2 separate regions of the Rattus norvegicus genome follow, and region 1 is linked to region 2. Evidence: chromatin contacts called from public Hi-C data. All regions are on one chromosome and are shown on one strand. The core of a region is the stretch at or near the end of the contact, and the rest is flanking DNA. Distances in the headings are between cores, read along the strand shown. Region 1 has its middle 51 kb from the start of Ube2v1-ps20. Region 2 has its middle 110 kb from the start of Map1b.

Region 1 (3,318 bases), core at 163-2,662, 180 kb before region 2:
AACTGTACTTCAATAGCTCATTGAGTGAGAGAGGACCGGGGAAATGGATTTAACTGGGCACATCCTGTTCAAGAAGGGATAAGCAATCCCTGACGTTAATACTTCCCACATGCACTCACGGGGCTGTGAGAGCGCCTCTGCCTACAGACAACTGTCTCCATTTCATTCATCCGTGACTATAAGGGGTGCCCCTGTCATCGGCAGTGCTGGAGGAAACCCCAAATCCCAGGTCTCTGAAAGATTCATTACAGTAACAGAGAGGAACGAGAAAGTACAAGTTCTGCCTCTCCCGTTAACTTCCTGTAGGATCTTGGCCAAGTTACTTGCACTCTCCCTGACCCTGTATTTTTCTAGCTATTTTAGGATCTCTGCCTGATGATGTCAAATCACCTGGCTTAAAGGTGTATAAGGAGCTAGATGGGGGTGGCAACTCGATCCAGGCCATCCAATCTCACCTAGGATTTGAAAGTGAAATGGGCCACAAGGACCAGGGATCCATCTTGTCTTTTTCTAAAAAGGACAAGACACCAAATCGATCCTTACCATAGAAAGGTATGGGTCTGGGTCTGGGGTGAACGTGGCAGTGACCAGAAGCCTGTCTCTGAGCACAAATTCTAGTGTGATTTGTTTTGTATAAAGAATCTCTGGACAGCAGAGGTGTTTGAGGATGCTAATTTGAGCAGCTGAGAATCCTCAGGTCAGATGGGTATGTGGGAAGGAGAGGGGCTATCACGAGCTGCCCCTGGTGGCTGGTGGCTCTGCCTGGTGATGAGTGATGAGCTCTTACGGAAACAAAGGAAGCAACGGCATAGCAGGGGCCATCCCCGTGGGGACTGTAAGTGGCTGAGGCTCTTACCATCTGTTCTTCTCCAGTTAGATACTTAACAGGACGCTGAAAACCCAGTCGTTCTGACGAAATTACCAGGTTTTCCTCCTGAACTTAATTCTGCTAAGGCGAGGGAGGGGTCCTTCCGGCGAAATGCCTCTTTTCCAGTTTTCAGTTCTACCAGGAGATGGCGCTAGGGCTTGGTTCTTAACAAAGCCTTTTAGCAGCAAGCTAAAACCTCTGAGATAGGCAGGGTGGAGGCCGCTCCCTCAGCCCCTGCAGAGTCTCTATTTCTCAGGAGGTGGAAATCTCACCGTGGTATTCCTTGGGTTAAATAGTATTCTCTTCTCGTCTGGGCAAGAATTGAGTTTCTGGTGATGTGGCCTACGTTAGCTGTTATTGACTCTCCATCAGAAGTTCAAGTTCCTGCCTAAGCTGACATGAAACACAAAAGAATGGAGAGAGACTTTGAGGGAATATGATTAGAAATTTCCAGTACGTCGCATTAAAAATGTCGCATTAAAAAAACAGAACCACAGAGACAATATTACTTGGGACGTGGCAGACCTCTTAGATCACGTCATTTTTATTGCCCCTCAGACCCTTTTCCAGTAATCCACTGTTATCAGCCAAGAAATCAAAGCTGATGCCAGAGGTTCTGGTACAATCTGCTAGGAAGTATTTAAACTCGAGGAATCAGTGCCTGATATGATTAATAAAAATGTTCACCATCTCATAAGAACTGCCTACGTGTAGTTGCTTTCCCCAGCCCAGGCTGTGCCGACACAGGGATGTAATCTCATGTAAGCTACCGTTTTCGTCACTGTGTTAGGAGAGGATGTCTGAAAAGCAGCCGAGGAAGGATTTATGTTGACTTACAGTTCCAGAGGGATATTGATCACCATGGTAAGAGGAGTCATGGCAACAGAAGCTGGAGGTGTTTGTTTGCACTGCATCCACAGTCAATAAAGGGACAAAGACGAAGGCTTGAGTCCAGCCCACTTTACCTGTTTCATTCAGTTTAGAATTGCAGCCTATGGAATAGTATTGCCTATATTTTGTTAGGTCTTTCTACCTCATTAACCTCATCTCGAAAATTCCTCACAAACACGCCTGGAGATTTGTTACCAATATGACCAATATGTCATCAAGCTGACCATGGAGATGAACTGTCTGTCAGTGATCTGAGATCTGCATCTTCTTAGGTCAGAAAACCAAAGCTTAGGGTCAGTAAAAGTTTTCTGACTTATAAGCTGGGAAAGACGTCCATATGACCGGCCACAACACCACAAAGAGTGATTCTGGGACAGTGCCATGCACCCTGGGAAGAGTGCTCAGTGGCCCCAGATAGAATGGCGTAGTCAGACTTGGGAATGAACGTGAAGGGCCAGTAGTCTTTACTGGAATTAGCACTGTGCCAAGTCTGGTGGCATCTTGCCAAGAATGTAGAAGCAAAACTTCAGTTCTGCAGGAGTTGAGGCCCGTTCTCCTCTCCCTCTTTCCCCAGTTTACCACTCTCTGGGAGACTTCATCTTTCTGAAACTTGCTAACTATATTTCTCCCTAAGGGCATCTGACCCTGTTGATCCCTGACTGGATTTGTGTGGTAGCTTGAATGCGAGGCTCAGGCATTTGAACACTTGGTCCCCAGTTGGTGGTACCGTTTGGGAATCTTTAGAAGGTAGAACCTTGCTGGGGGAAGTATGCCACTGGGGAGTGGGCGTTGATAGTTTATATCTCCCCCAACTTCCTGTTTGTCCCCTCTTCTTCTTATGTGTGGGGGAAAAAGTGTAACCAGGTGAAAGGTGCTCCTTTCACTGCGCCATGCCTTAGTCACTACGAGGGGCTCGAGCCCTTTGGATCTGTAATTCAAATTAAATCTTTCTTAAGTTGCTTTTGGTCACGGTGTTTTATCACAGTGACACAAAAAGAATTTAACACAAGTGCCTTCCTCACAAATTCCCACTGTGTAGCTGGTTTTCCCCTTGGGACTAAGCTTTGTCTCACCATAGAGTTTAGGCCCTGCCCTCTGCCCTATGGCTGCTCCCTGATCATGAGTCAGTTCTATTTAAGATGAAATCTCAGTAGGCATGTTGGTTAGTTTTCTTGGATGCTTTCCTATTCCTCGTCACTAGAATGTAAGCTACAGGAGGCCAGGGCTCTGTAGATCTGGTTAGGCTACTTCAGACGCAGTTGGTGCTTGACAAATGTCTTCCGATTGTGAAGGCTGTCTGTGCTCACAGCTCTGGTCAGGCTTGTGGTACCCTTGAAGAGCTTTGGACACCAGAGCCTGGGATCTCAGAGCATTGGTACCAGGAGCCTCAGGTACCTAGAGCTTCAGATATCTTAACACATTAAAGGCCAATCTATGGCAGTGGTTCTTAACCTACCTAATGTGACCCGTCAATAAGGTGCTTCATGTTGTGGTGACCCCCAACCATAAAACTATTTTTGTTGTTACTTCAAACTGTAGCTTTGCCATTATTCTGAATC
Region 2 (3,178 bases), core at 389-2,888:
ACACACACACACACACACACACACACACACGAGGGGGGGGGCAGAGATTTGAACCTAAAGTTCATGTTCCTCTCCCTCTCTCCTTCCCTCCCTCATTCCCCTTCACTCTCCCCTCCCACCTCCAGTTCAGTAGACTATTTCTCATGCTGGCTAAGCCCCTGATGATAAATAAGCTAAACCACTTAGAAAGGCATTTTCACTGTGCCCTGCCTGCTGGATTTCTTGTGACTCCCTACCCTCCCTCATAATATGTGTGTGTGTGTGTGTGTGTGTGTGTGTGTGTGTGTCCCTGTGTCCTTTCCTTCTCCACTAAGCTCCCAGATTTTTCATAGCAACAACTATTTATTTTATGTCTCCTAACCCAAATGCTTAAAGTGCCTGACACGTGGAGGGGATTCCATAAATGTCAGCTGCAACTCTACAGATAGCTAATGTCTGGTAACCGGAGCAGTCAGGAGCATGTATCCTACAAGGACTCTGTACAGACGAAGGCACAAAGGCACAGGAAACCCAGTGGGAAGGGCACAATGAAAGTGCCTTCCTAAGTGGTTAGCTTATCACCAGGGGCAGCTTAGCGACTGTGAAAAGCAAAGACTATTCAATAGGTATAATTGCCGTTCATCCCTTTCAACAGCTGGAGTCCCCATGTCCACACCTTGCCTCACAGCACACATGCAAGTTTAAATGCCTAAAATACCACGTTAATCTTCCAGAAACTTCTTTATGATGAGATAGAGCCAGGATAAAAACGTGTTAATCTTTAAAACAAGGACAGATGGCAAATTGATGCCACTACGAGGTAATAAGAGGACGCAGCACTGGTTCGGAATGTCTAGCGGACAATGGATGCTGCGCTCACGTTTACAGAGGGAAACAGGAAGCAACAGGAAGACCGAATGTGCTCCTTTGCCGCAGAGCTCTGGACTCTGCTGGGGAGTCGGGGGGGAGCAGAAGGCAGCGGCAGTTCAACCAACTGTTCTGTGTTACTGCGCTGACTCCTTTCTTTCATCAGCACCTTAAAGCAGAAGAAAGTGTAACCAGAGCCTGCCCTTGGGATTGGCCCACGTGACCCAGGCCAGCCAGAGCCCCTTACTGGCTCTTGGCAACAGTGTCTGTCATAGTTTCTCTGCTTCAAGGTTGTCCACAGTGGTACACATGAGCTTTTCTCTCTAAGGACATTTGGTCACTTTGTAATATATTCCTTTTGTAGGTTAAAAGAATTGCCATCCCTCTCCCCTTCCTGGTTCACGTCCCCTCTTCCTTCCTCACTGAGCCTCGATCTCTCTTATTCCAAACACATTGTTGATTTTCGATAGCTCGGCTCAGAATAAAAGAAAATGTGCTGTGTGACCAGGGACCTTAGACCAGGAAGCTTTAGACCAGGAAGCTGCATTATGGAGTTTGGTTACTCGGCTTTGTAAAGATGCTTTCTAAATCAAGCTAGAGTGTTTCCCAGCCCCTGGAACACATCTTTCTGTAGGAGGATAGGGTGCACCTCCTTCCATAGATCCGCAGACTTGAAAGCAGCCATCTTCCTCTCGCTACCTCCAGACCTCCCGAGGACCCCGATTGTGCTGCTCTGAAGCCTGTCGGCTACAAAGAGGCAGGAAACTGTGACTCACAGCGGAGCATGCTGGGACACTGATGGCTGGGTGGCCTGTGGAGAAACAGGCACCCCGTCAACTCCATCTGTGCGGAACAGTGTGTGTGAGCCCAGATTTCCCAGGCAGCCTCGGTTGAAATGTGAATGCGCAGATTTGGAAGCGTGCCTTATGGGTAATAGCAAATAACATCCTCGTCTTAGACAGATGTAAAGGATAAGGTTAATAAAATGTGCGGAGAAAGGAACTCTCACTGGACCAGCTAAACGGCAGCTGCTGCTGGCGGAGAGGGCGCTGCAATCCAGAGCTGCTGGAAATGTAAATGGAACTGCGGCTGCTTTCTTGGGAAAGCTGTTACATTGGAAAGGACACACTTGCTCAGACATGCCCGAGTAAAGGCAGCACATTCCAATCATAGCTACGTCTATCTTGTTTTAGTCTCATCATGGCTTCTCCTAACATCTGAAATTATGTATATACAGTATGTTGGAGTATGCTTCTTTTTATATAAGACATTCCGTACGTAGCTTCACTGCTACAGGTTACATACAGTAACGTTAACATATGCTACCATCCACTGGCGTAGGCTAGCATGCCGGTGTATATGAATATATACTTACATAGTTCACGCATACTGATAGTCATTGCTTTTAAGTATGCAATTTGATGAGTTTTAGAAAAACACAGACTTTATGCAGCCGTCCCCACCATTCAGTTCTGGAATACTTCTGTTGTCATGAAAGACTGTAGACCATTAGAGCCACATCTCCCTATAAGATCCAGTCTACCAGCTGCACCCCTTGACGATACATTGTATTCACAGCTTGTGCAATAGAAGGTACATTGGATTTTAAAGGAAGCTTCTACTTCTATTTGCCTCTTTTCTATGATTTTGCTTTATACTGCATAAATGCCTTTTTATCACACCCTTCTAGCTCTTCTTCCGACTTTCATCTCTAAAATGTTTGGGTGTTTACTCTAGAGATGAAACTGTGCGGTTTTGAATAGCTTTTTATGTTTATGAATGAGTTTTTGTGTGGTGTGTGTGCACACACACATGCCCATGCATGCGTGGGGAGGCCAGAGGAGGCTTCCCCCTCTCCTTATTCATTTGAGGCAGTGTCTCCCACTAAGCCTGGAACTTGTATGACTTTAACAGTTTGGTAGCCCATAAACCCCAGTGATGTTTCTATCTCTGTACCTTCCTCAAGTATTAGGGTTATGGTGAAGAAAAACAAACAAACAACAAACAAAAAATCACCCCTGGTTTGTTACATGGATGCTACAGTCTGTACTCAAGTCTTCATGGTTAGGAACAAGCACTTTTAACCACAGAGCCAGCCACCTCTTCCACCCTAAAACAAGTATCTTTATGTTATCATAGTCCAAGTCAATATCAATGTGTTTTTTTTACTGCGTCCATGCTATATTCTGAAAATATATCTTATATTCCAAGAGATCTTTTGTTGGACCTCACAGCCAGAGTTAATAATATACCTCGAAACCACTTAAGACTGCCATCCTCCTGTGTACTCAAAAACTGTTAATTTAAAGACAACAAAGTAACAGCCAGCTTC

The links. Hi-C and Micro-C count contacts between places; a contact is called where the count stands out from the background.
Region 1: a Hi-C map of frontal cortex shows a contact between it and region 2, with 2.4 times the contacts expected there. The contact joins two enhancer-like sites. A contact is called at or near these places in 2 of 12 Hi-C or Micro-C datasets (Schwann cells and frontal cortex).

Annotation. Positions count from the first base shown.
Region 1 is chr2:32,928,790-32,932,107 of GRCr8, reverse strand. No RefSeq gene overlaps it. Among named protein-coding and RNA genes, the nearest start is that of Ube2v1-ps20, 51 kb to the left of the region's middle. Within about 2 kb of position 1,412, at least 12 of the 93 cell types and tissues checked have an H3K27ac peak or open chromatin away from gene starts, as enhancers often do.
Region 2 is chr2:32,750,586-32,753,763 of GRCr8, reverse strand. No RefSeq gene overlaps it. Among named protein-coding and RNA genes, the nearest start is that of Map1b, 110 kb to the right of the region's middle. Within about 2 kb of position 1,638, at least 33 of the 93 cell types and tissues checked have an H3K27ac peak or open chromatin away from gene starts, as enhancers often do.